3 separate regions of the Mus musculus genome follow, and regions 2 and 3 are each linked to region 1. Evidence: chromatin contacts called from public promoter capture Hi-C data. All regions are on one chromosome and are shown on one strand. The core of a region is the stretch at or near the end of the contact, and the rest is flanking DNA. Distances in the headings are between cores, read along the strand shown.

Evidence for each region. Promoter capture Hi-C pulls out the DNA fragments that hold promoters and counts their contacts.
Region 2: a promoter capture Hi-C map of the C10 cell line shows a contact between it and region 1. The contact joins the enhancer-like site here to the promoter of Uchl1 in region 1. A contact is called at or near these places in 5 of 39 promoter capture datasets (3T3-L1-derived adipocytes, the C10 cell line, the SN4741 cell line and 1 more) and 8 of 115 datasets of contacts at active chromatin or transcription factors (astrocytes, embryonic forebrain, embryonic hindbrain and 4 more).
Region 3: a contact with region 1 is called in a promoter capture Hi-C map of cranial neural crest. The contact joins the enhancer-like site here to the promoter of Uchl1 in region 1. A contact is called at or near these places in 21 of 39 promoter capture datasets (the 3T3-L1 cell line, 3T3-L1-derived adipocytes, the C10 cell line and 12 more), 2 of 15 datasets of contacts at CTCF or cohesin (the NIH/3T3 cell line and embryonic stem cells), 3 of 484 Hi-C or Micro-C datasets (bone marrow-derived macrophages, colorectal tumor organoids and double positive thymocytes), 21 of 115 datasets of contacts at active chromatin or transcription factors (SST interneurons, astrocytes, bone marrow-derived dendritic cells and 12 more) and 5 of 9 other capture datasets (adipose tissue, embryonic stem cells, liver and 2 more).

The regions. Positions count from the first base shown.
Region 1 is chr5:66,674,859-66,677,399 of GRCm38.p6, reverse strand. Uchl1 (ubiquitin carboxy-terminal hydrolase L1) reads right to left here and starts at 1,279. Exons shown (of 9, transcript NM_011670.2): 1 at 1,078-1,279; 2 at 953-964; 3 at 328-456. The coding sequence starts at 1,110. It overlaps Uchl1os (ubiquitin carboxy-terminal hydrolase L1, opposite strand), which reads left to right and starts at 903. Exons shown (of 5, transcript NR_102714.1): 1 at 903-1,338.
Region 2 is chr5:66,231,322-66,233,862 of GRCm38.p6, reverse strand. No RefSeq gene overlaps it. Among named protein-coding and RNA genes, the nearest start is that of Nsun7, 27 kb to the left of the region's middle. Within about 2 kb of position 1,267, at least 29 of the 459 cell types and tissues checked have an H3K27ac peak or open chromatin away from gene starts, as enhancers often do. A contact at or near this core is called in embryonic stem cells, where this site is marked.
Region 3 is chr5:67,024,051-67,026,591 of GRCm38.p6, reverse strand. Limch1 (LIM and calponin homology domains 1) reads right to left here. Exons shown (of 26, transcript NM_001001980.3): 17 at 480-520. Among named protein-coding and RNA genes, the nearest start is that of Gm33040, 26 kb to the right of the region's middle. Within about 2 kb of position 1,276, at least 31 of the 459 cell types and tissues checked have an H3K27ac peak or open chromatin away from gene starts, as enhancers often do.

The sequences.
Region 1 (2,541 bases), core at 30-2,529:
CTTAAAAGGAAAAAAAAAAAAAAACAAACCGGCCATCCGCAAGTGGGAGCAAGGCTCATAAGTAAACAAACAAACAAAATAAACAAGTTGGAGATCTTTCTTTGGATAACTGAAAAAAAGACTTAGACGCAATGGGCTCCTTCTCTTCCAAATTGAGGCAATAATGGACATCACAATAGAGCCCCGATGAAAATGCAAGCACCTCCCACCCTAAGAAGTGGGATCCTTATCAGGGACCCTACAGGAAAAGGGGACAGCGTGAGGTAGGAACTCATTCCACAACACTGCGTATCCACTGAGACCCGCCCATCACAGACCTCTCCCTACCTGGGCCGTGAGGGGAAACAGGAGCAGCAGGGCGCAGGCAGGGGATGGCACTGAGCCCAGAGTCTCCTCCTCCAGCCCTAGCACGTCGGCGAAGCGCCACTGGCCGGCGACCCCCAGCTTGGCCAACACCTGCAAGAAAAAGACAGGGCAGCCAGACCGAAAAAGCCAGACAAATAATGGGCACCTGCTAGGGGGCGGGGCCAGCACGAGCATCCCTCGTGCGGCCCTCCCACTCCCCAACCCCCCACCAAACACACACACACGGGTCCCCACCCGAGTCTGGGAGGAGCCTCCGCGCCGTCCCACCCTGCGTGCCGCGCAGTGACACAGCACAAAGCTCAGCCCACACGTGGCTCGCGCGAAGCCCTCGGACTAGAGTCCGCGGGCCGTCGCCACGCCCTCGAGAGCTGCTCCCCGCGCTCGTTGCTGTCCGGGTCCATCCTCCGCCACCTCCCCGTGATCGATCTCTCAGTCACTCCCAAACCCCTAGATAACTCAGGGCAGAGACGACACCCAGCTGGGCGCCCCAGCCCAGCCACCTCCATTGCACAGGGCGCGGCCGGCTGGGCGTCTCCAACGATGCTCTTGGAGGATAGGGACAGAGACTGCGCGCCGCGCCACTCACTTTGTTCAGCATCTGAAAGCCAAAAGCAAAGAGGAAAATGATAATAAAACTAAATGATTCAGCTACCGAGCTGTAGCTAAGGGTCAGCCTTATTTCTCCCGAAGCGACCCAGCAGCTATGCTTACCTCGGGGTTAATCTCCATCGGCTTCAGCTGCATCTTCGCGGATGGCACCTGCAGACACAAACCCGAGGAGCCGAAAAAACAGCCGGTGGAGCCGCCCAGGCTGCTGTTATAAAGCGCCGGCCTCGCTCACTGGGAAAGCCTGAGCAGGGGAGACGGGAGCAGAAACAAGCAGAGGAGGAAGGCCAAGAGGGCTCGAACTCCCCCATGCACCGCACAGAATGGTACAAGCCAAGCCCCCAAACCTTGCAGTCTCACTCGCCGGTGAGCTAATCTGGTGGTTGTGGAGATGGGTTTTGTTGGTGGGTGTTCCTTGAGCGCATGAAGCAGCCTATTTGAGGGAGCTTTCAATTTGGAGCGAAATTTCTGGAAACCCTCCTCTGTCGTCTCAATCACTCCAAAGCTCGAGGGTCTCTGAAACATTGAGAGAGAGAGAAAAAAAAGCACAAAATCAACAGGTATATGTAGTGTTTAATATGAATATAAATATTTGTCGGTCTTCCTCCCTCCCCCCCCCCGCCCATCTCGGAACAGTTTGTACTTAACCTTAGACAATCTGTCCTCCATGTTAAATTCAACCTGTGTCCAGGCTCGGTTTTTAATGGACTGCCTAGAATAAAACATCTGATACGGAGTGCATTAGTGAAGCTGATGTAATGTGACTCCAGGGGAAGAACCGGTGGGTCGCTGGGAAGCAGTACATGCGAGACACATAGAATACGGGCGCCGGAGGACTTTAGAAACAGACCAAAGAAAAGATAGATGATTTGAGACTAGAGGCTTAAAGGAAAAAGCATTTAAAAAAAAAATAGGGGAAACCTTTTTTCAAAGAACAGGGGTTTGGGATAATAAGATTTTGGTCCACAATACTTTGGGCGCAGAAGAAAGGGAATAGCAACGGAGGAGAGCCCGCGGTTCTCCAGGGATGGGGGCGGGGGTGTTCTTTCTAACAGGCACATTTCAAAGGATGGAAGGCAAACGCTTGTGCTGAAGGCGGAGTAGAAGGAGGGGCCAGATCTGTATCAATTGTCAGGGATGCTAAATCACAGAATGAGGTAGCTAAGGATGCAGGCAGGTTGGGTATTTTAAAAAATATGCTCAGAACAAATGGTGAAAAACAGACATGCTTTTTGCTAGCCCGAGGTAAGCAAGGCATAGGATGGAGGGAACCAACCTTGTTTTAACAGCACTGCCTCTCCAGCTGGATCCTTTACCAGGCCATCTTATTTCACCCTGAGAGGGTCCAATATTGTATTTGTGAAATTTTATACATCAGGATCCAGGGTTCAGAGATGTTCATTTGCTTGGTGCTACAGCTGGAAAATGAGGCAGGAAGACAAAACCTGGTAAATGAGGCTGGAAGGGTCCATTTTCTGTTTTAGACTCAGCAATGTGCTACTTCAATTTTCTTCCCAGTTTCACCATCAGGGAAAAAAAAATGACCTTCACTTACCAAGTGTGAGAGGC
Region 2 (2,541 bases), core at 18-2,517, 440 kb after region 1:
TTTCATCTGTCTCCAAACGCACCTGGAAAAGTATTAACCTAGTGGCCACCCTACACTATAAAACAGAAATGGGAACTAAATCTGGATAAAAGCTTTGGTTTTACCAGCAGCGGCACTTCCATGGTCAGACCAGGAGATGGTAAGATCCAGCAACGGGAAGACAAAAATGATCATTTATTCAAGGGAAAGCCACTCGCTAACCCGGTGGCTCAGCTGAACGCTTATATTTCGGTTGTAACCACCGTTTATGGCCCACGGAGAGAGATCTTTCAGGTAAAGGGTTCAGCTGGCTGTGTAGTAATTACCCCAGGTCTGTCTGATGTTTCTAGTTTGTTATGTTTGTGTAATAATAGTTTAAAGAGGGGATGGGTATCTCCTTGTTTTCTCTTACTTTGAACACAAATGCTGTGGATGAAAACTGGTTGGGTTTCACAGCTGGGTCTATGTTTCTGATTCATAGTTTATTTGATTTTTTTAACAGAAGGTATAATGGATACAGGAGGATTCTTGAAAATAGAAATCATACCCAGGTGGTGATGGTGCACATCTTTAATCCCAGTACTAGAGAAACACAGGCAAGAGGACCTCTGTGAGTTCAAGGCCAGCCTGTTCTATAAAGCAAGTACCCGGACAGCCAGGGCCACACAGATAAGCCCTGTCTTGAAAAACCAAACCAAGGCCTGGAGAGATGGCTCAGCGTGATTAAACGCACTGACTGCTCTTCCAGAGGTCCTGAGTGGGTCCCAGCAACCACATGGTGCTCACAACCATCTGTAATGAGATCTGATGCCCTCTTCTGGTGTGTCTGAAGACAGCAACAGTGTACTCACATATATAAAATAAATAAATCTTAAAAAAAAAAAAGAAAGGAAAACCAAATCAACAAAATATAGAAGCCTTAAGTTCTAGTCCTGATGCTTTCATTTTGACTAGCCACCACTCTCCACTATAGCAGGGCCTATCACTTAATGTGTGTGTTTTCTTCTTTGTAGACCAGGCTAGCCTTGAACCTGAAATCTCATCTCTGCCCCTAGGGTGCTGAGATTATATCTGTGTGCCCCGTACAGCTTAGCCTTGGAACTCTGCCAGCAAAAGGGCCACCTACAGAGTCAATTCTTGACCTTGGATCAGGGCTATGAGCTAAATAAACCCTTTATCTTTATACTGGGAGGAGGAGTGGGCAGGGTGGGGGTGGGTGGGGGTGGGTGGGGGTGGGGCTGACTAGAGAGGTGACTCAGCAATAGAGGGCCTGGGAGGATGACTAGAGAGGTGCTCACCATAGAGAGGACTCGGGTTTGTGTAGAGAACCCAGCTTCAGTTCCTAGAACTCACATGGTGACTCACAAACGTTTATAACTTCAGTTCCAGGGGATCCAATGCCCTTTTCTGGCATCTGCAGGCATCAGACACACAGTGCTACATACATACATACACACATACATACATACATACATACATGAGGCAAACATTATCCATAGTAAGTAAAAATAAGTCTTTAAAAAAATTATTTCATAAAAGCCCAAGGTCCTTATCTTAGATGCCCCAAGCCCAGAGACTGTTAGTTAACCCCCCATGGCTTTCCTCATTCTCTGTTCTTTAAAGTTGCCACAGCCACTTAGTCAGAACAGGTGGATCAGGAAAGCAAAGCCCGATTCTTCACATTCTTAAGCAAGCTTTATTCCTTAAGACTCTGATTTCATAATCTAAGATCAAACATTCACTAGCCAAGGACCAAAACCCATTCTAGTCTGCATGCCACAAGTTGTGAGCCAGCCGACCATTTGCTAAAAAAGAGTTTCTGTATTTATTGTTGAAATATATCAAAAGCATAGCAATATTTCATCACACAAAAATACGTAAAATTCAAATTGCATAATCTCTTTCTTGGAGCATAGCCACGCTAATTTATTTATAGGCTTCTGTTTTTGTTTTTCCGAAGACAGTCTCGCTAGATAAATGGTCCAGGCTGTCTTCAAACTCCTGATCTTCTACTACAGCCCCCAAGTGTGGAAATGACAGATTGTCACCAAGCTCACTGCTTATGAAAGTTGTTGTTGTAGTTGTACAAAGGCAGCACTGGATGTTATGACAGAGACCAGGTGGCCCTTGAAATCTGAAATGTTTAGGAGACTTCGGGAATGTAGCTGAGTGGCCGGAGTCTGAAGCAGATCAATGCTAACACACATACTTGGCACACTTAAGGCCCTGGGTTCAAGCCCCAGCATCCCCATCCTGCTTACAGAATTTACCAGCTGGCTCTATACGGAAAAACGATGACTGAGCCCTGTAGTAAGGTGTTTCACAGGTGGGAAGCCTTTAAAAGTACATAAAATCCATGTTCTGGGGGGCTGGAGAGATGGCTCGGCAGGTAAGAACACTGACTGCTCTTCCAGCAGTCCTGAGTTCAATTCCCAGCAACCAGATGGTGGCTCACAACCATCTGTAATGGAATTCGGTGCCCCTCTTCTGGTGTGTCTGAAGACAGCTACAGTGTATCTTATAAATAAATTAAAAAAAAATAAATCTTTTTTTAAAAAAATA
Region 3 (2,541 bases), core at 27-2,526, 350 kb before region 1:
GTCCATTCTACACGGCCACAAAGGGGAAAATTGGCCTGTAGATAACTAAGTGCTACTGGCTATGGTAAGCGTCTTGGACTGCTCACTGGAGAGGGAAGGATCATGCCAGTATCGGGTACTGTATAGCGGCAGTTATATAATGATTTTAATTAATACTCACAACTACCCTGAAAGAGCGCTATTTGCACCTCACTGAACATTAAAGGGTTAAAGAGAGAGGATCTACCTCCAGTATCATAAATATTAGCCCAGACTAGTAAACCTGGGCTCAAGGAGATACAAAGGGACCAGCATTTTGTTTCCAGGCAGGAGAACTACCTCACACAGAATGATAATCCTTACAATCTAATGAAACTGTTATTTCAAAATAAAAAAAAAAAATTGGATCTCAGTTTTGGTTGAGTACTCCCTAAGAAAATCAAATACAAGTTAAAGTCACTCTGAAGGCACGGCTTTGTTCTTTAAGAGGGAATACTCACGGGTGTGCTCCCAGGGGACTTTTCACTGCTTGGAGAATCCGCTATGCAGAATAAAAGAAAGAAAAGAGGCGTCAGTGTGATAGCTTTCGGCTGTACTGGTCTCGTGATCCTCTCAGTTGAGTGCAGTTCCTACGTTAAGTTAACTTTGGCAGTATTAGAAAACCACCATGAAGCAGAGGCCTGCGGAAGGTTGTGCCCATCACCAAAAGGAAGAAGAGCGGAAGACATCAGGAAGCGCTAGGTACTAGACTCTAGGAAGCTTTGACTGCAGCTATGAGTGCTGGCTCTTAGTACAGCTTGCACTCTGGCAAAGGGAGCAGTCCCTCCACTGTCTCTCATGGAGAAGAAGCCCCACACCGAGAGGCCAGACGGCATCCAGGAAGGACAGAGTTCTTGTAACACAGTTAACAAGAGAACCTTGTGGCTTCTGATCATCGTTTTAAAGGCGCGGGGGGGGGGGGGGGGGGGAGGGAGAGCCAGGTGGATACCGATGGTGGTATTCCTCTGGCATCTTAAAATCAATATAAAGTTCCGTGGAATTCCTCCCGGTTTTAGTACAACACGTGCTGGTGTCAAGGAACAAGCTCATTGCTAACTGTGTGTCACAAACAAGCATCTCTCTTTAAAAAAAAGAAAAAGATCTAAAATCAGAAAGGAAGACAAGTGCCAAACGACATTGGTTGACCCAACATGGATTTTTTACATAAAGAAAAGGCCAGTGACCTGGTATGTTGTTTACCTGACTGGGAGAAAAACTGGGACCGTCGCCAAGAGTTCTGAACTCTCAGCGGGGCACTGCCAGGCAGCTCTAGATCAGATGGCAAAATAGAACAAACAGAAATCCATGAAACTGGGTGAGAACTGAGCAGAACACATTCCACATGTCAAGGTGGGTCAGTTGGGGTCGACTCAGGGACTGACCGTCTCTGAACCTAACATGTAAAACATCTTACCACAATACACACAAAACCTGACGACGTGGACAGTGGGCAGTGGAACTGGCCAGTCTGAGTTCCTGAAAGCTTTTACACCTGTACTCAGTGGGGATTTTTTTTTTTTTAAGAGTTAAAGGTCAAGATGTCATAGTAACAGGCTATGCAGAAGCAACTCTAGGAAAATCAAAAAGGCTGTAGAGATGTGTAGTGGGTTTGTGGCATTCTTCACACCACACTGATGAAAGGAGGAAGTGTGTGGCTTGCTTCCTTTCAAACATCCAGACAGCACACGTCTGCTGGAGGTGCCAAGCGCACAGAATTTCTGGCAAGCATTTGCTCCCTACGCAGTGAGGCTCTGCTACTTCCATCCCCGGAGCAATGAACACAGCAGTCTAAAGCCCGTGTTTTACAGAAACAACTTGGACAAAGGAACTCTGTCAGCTTTAGCTGTAGTTTATGAGTGGTTCCAGAGTGCTGAATGACTGTATTGATGCACACGTGTATGCTTCGGGGGACCCGTGGAACCCTTTTTCAGGTTGACAGGCAGATCAGCAGTGACCTGTGTGAGCATCTATAAATAGATGGCTTTAAAGAAATTGGGGAGACACCAACTTCTGGGGGAGAGAGAATTTACGAGGTGCGGTTCCAGGGCTTCTGGTTCCTTTGGACTGGAGGCTGGAATTCATGCTAGTCACTTAAATGACTTCTTGTATCTGGGCCATAACCCATGACTTCTTTCACCACACTCCAGCTGATGACAAGCATGCCTTCAGAGGCTACGTTTATTGGAGGTCTCTGGCTTCCAGAAAGACAGGCACTTCGTGGAGTCTAAATAAGCACGACGGTCCGTTTCATGTCCATGTGCAATGTCTTGAGACACCGTTCAAATAAATAGTTCAAGTCAGTGGCTCACAGGTCGGGATTTCTGGGCGGCTATAACAGCATCGCTAGACACGTGAACTCGCAGGAAGTACAGATTGGGCCTCTGGTCAGGTCTAAAGGACCAGACCCTGAGGGCCGGGTGCCAGTCCTGAGGGCTTAGGCACAGTCTACTTCAAACCCTGTCACTGTCTTGTCAATGCTTGCTTGCTTGCTTGCTTGCTTGCTTGCTTGCTTGCTTGCTCGCT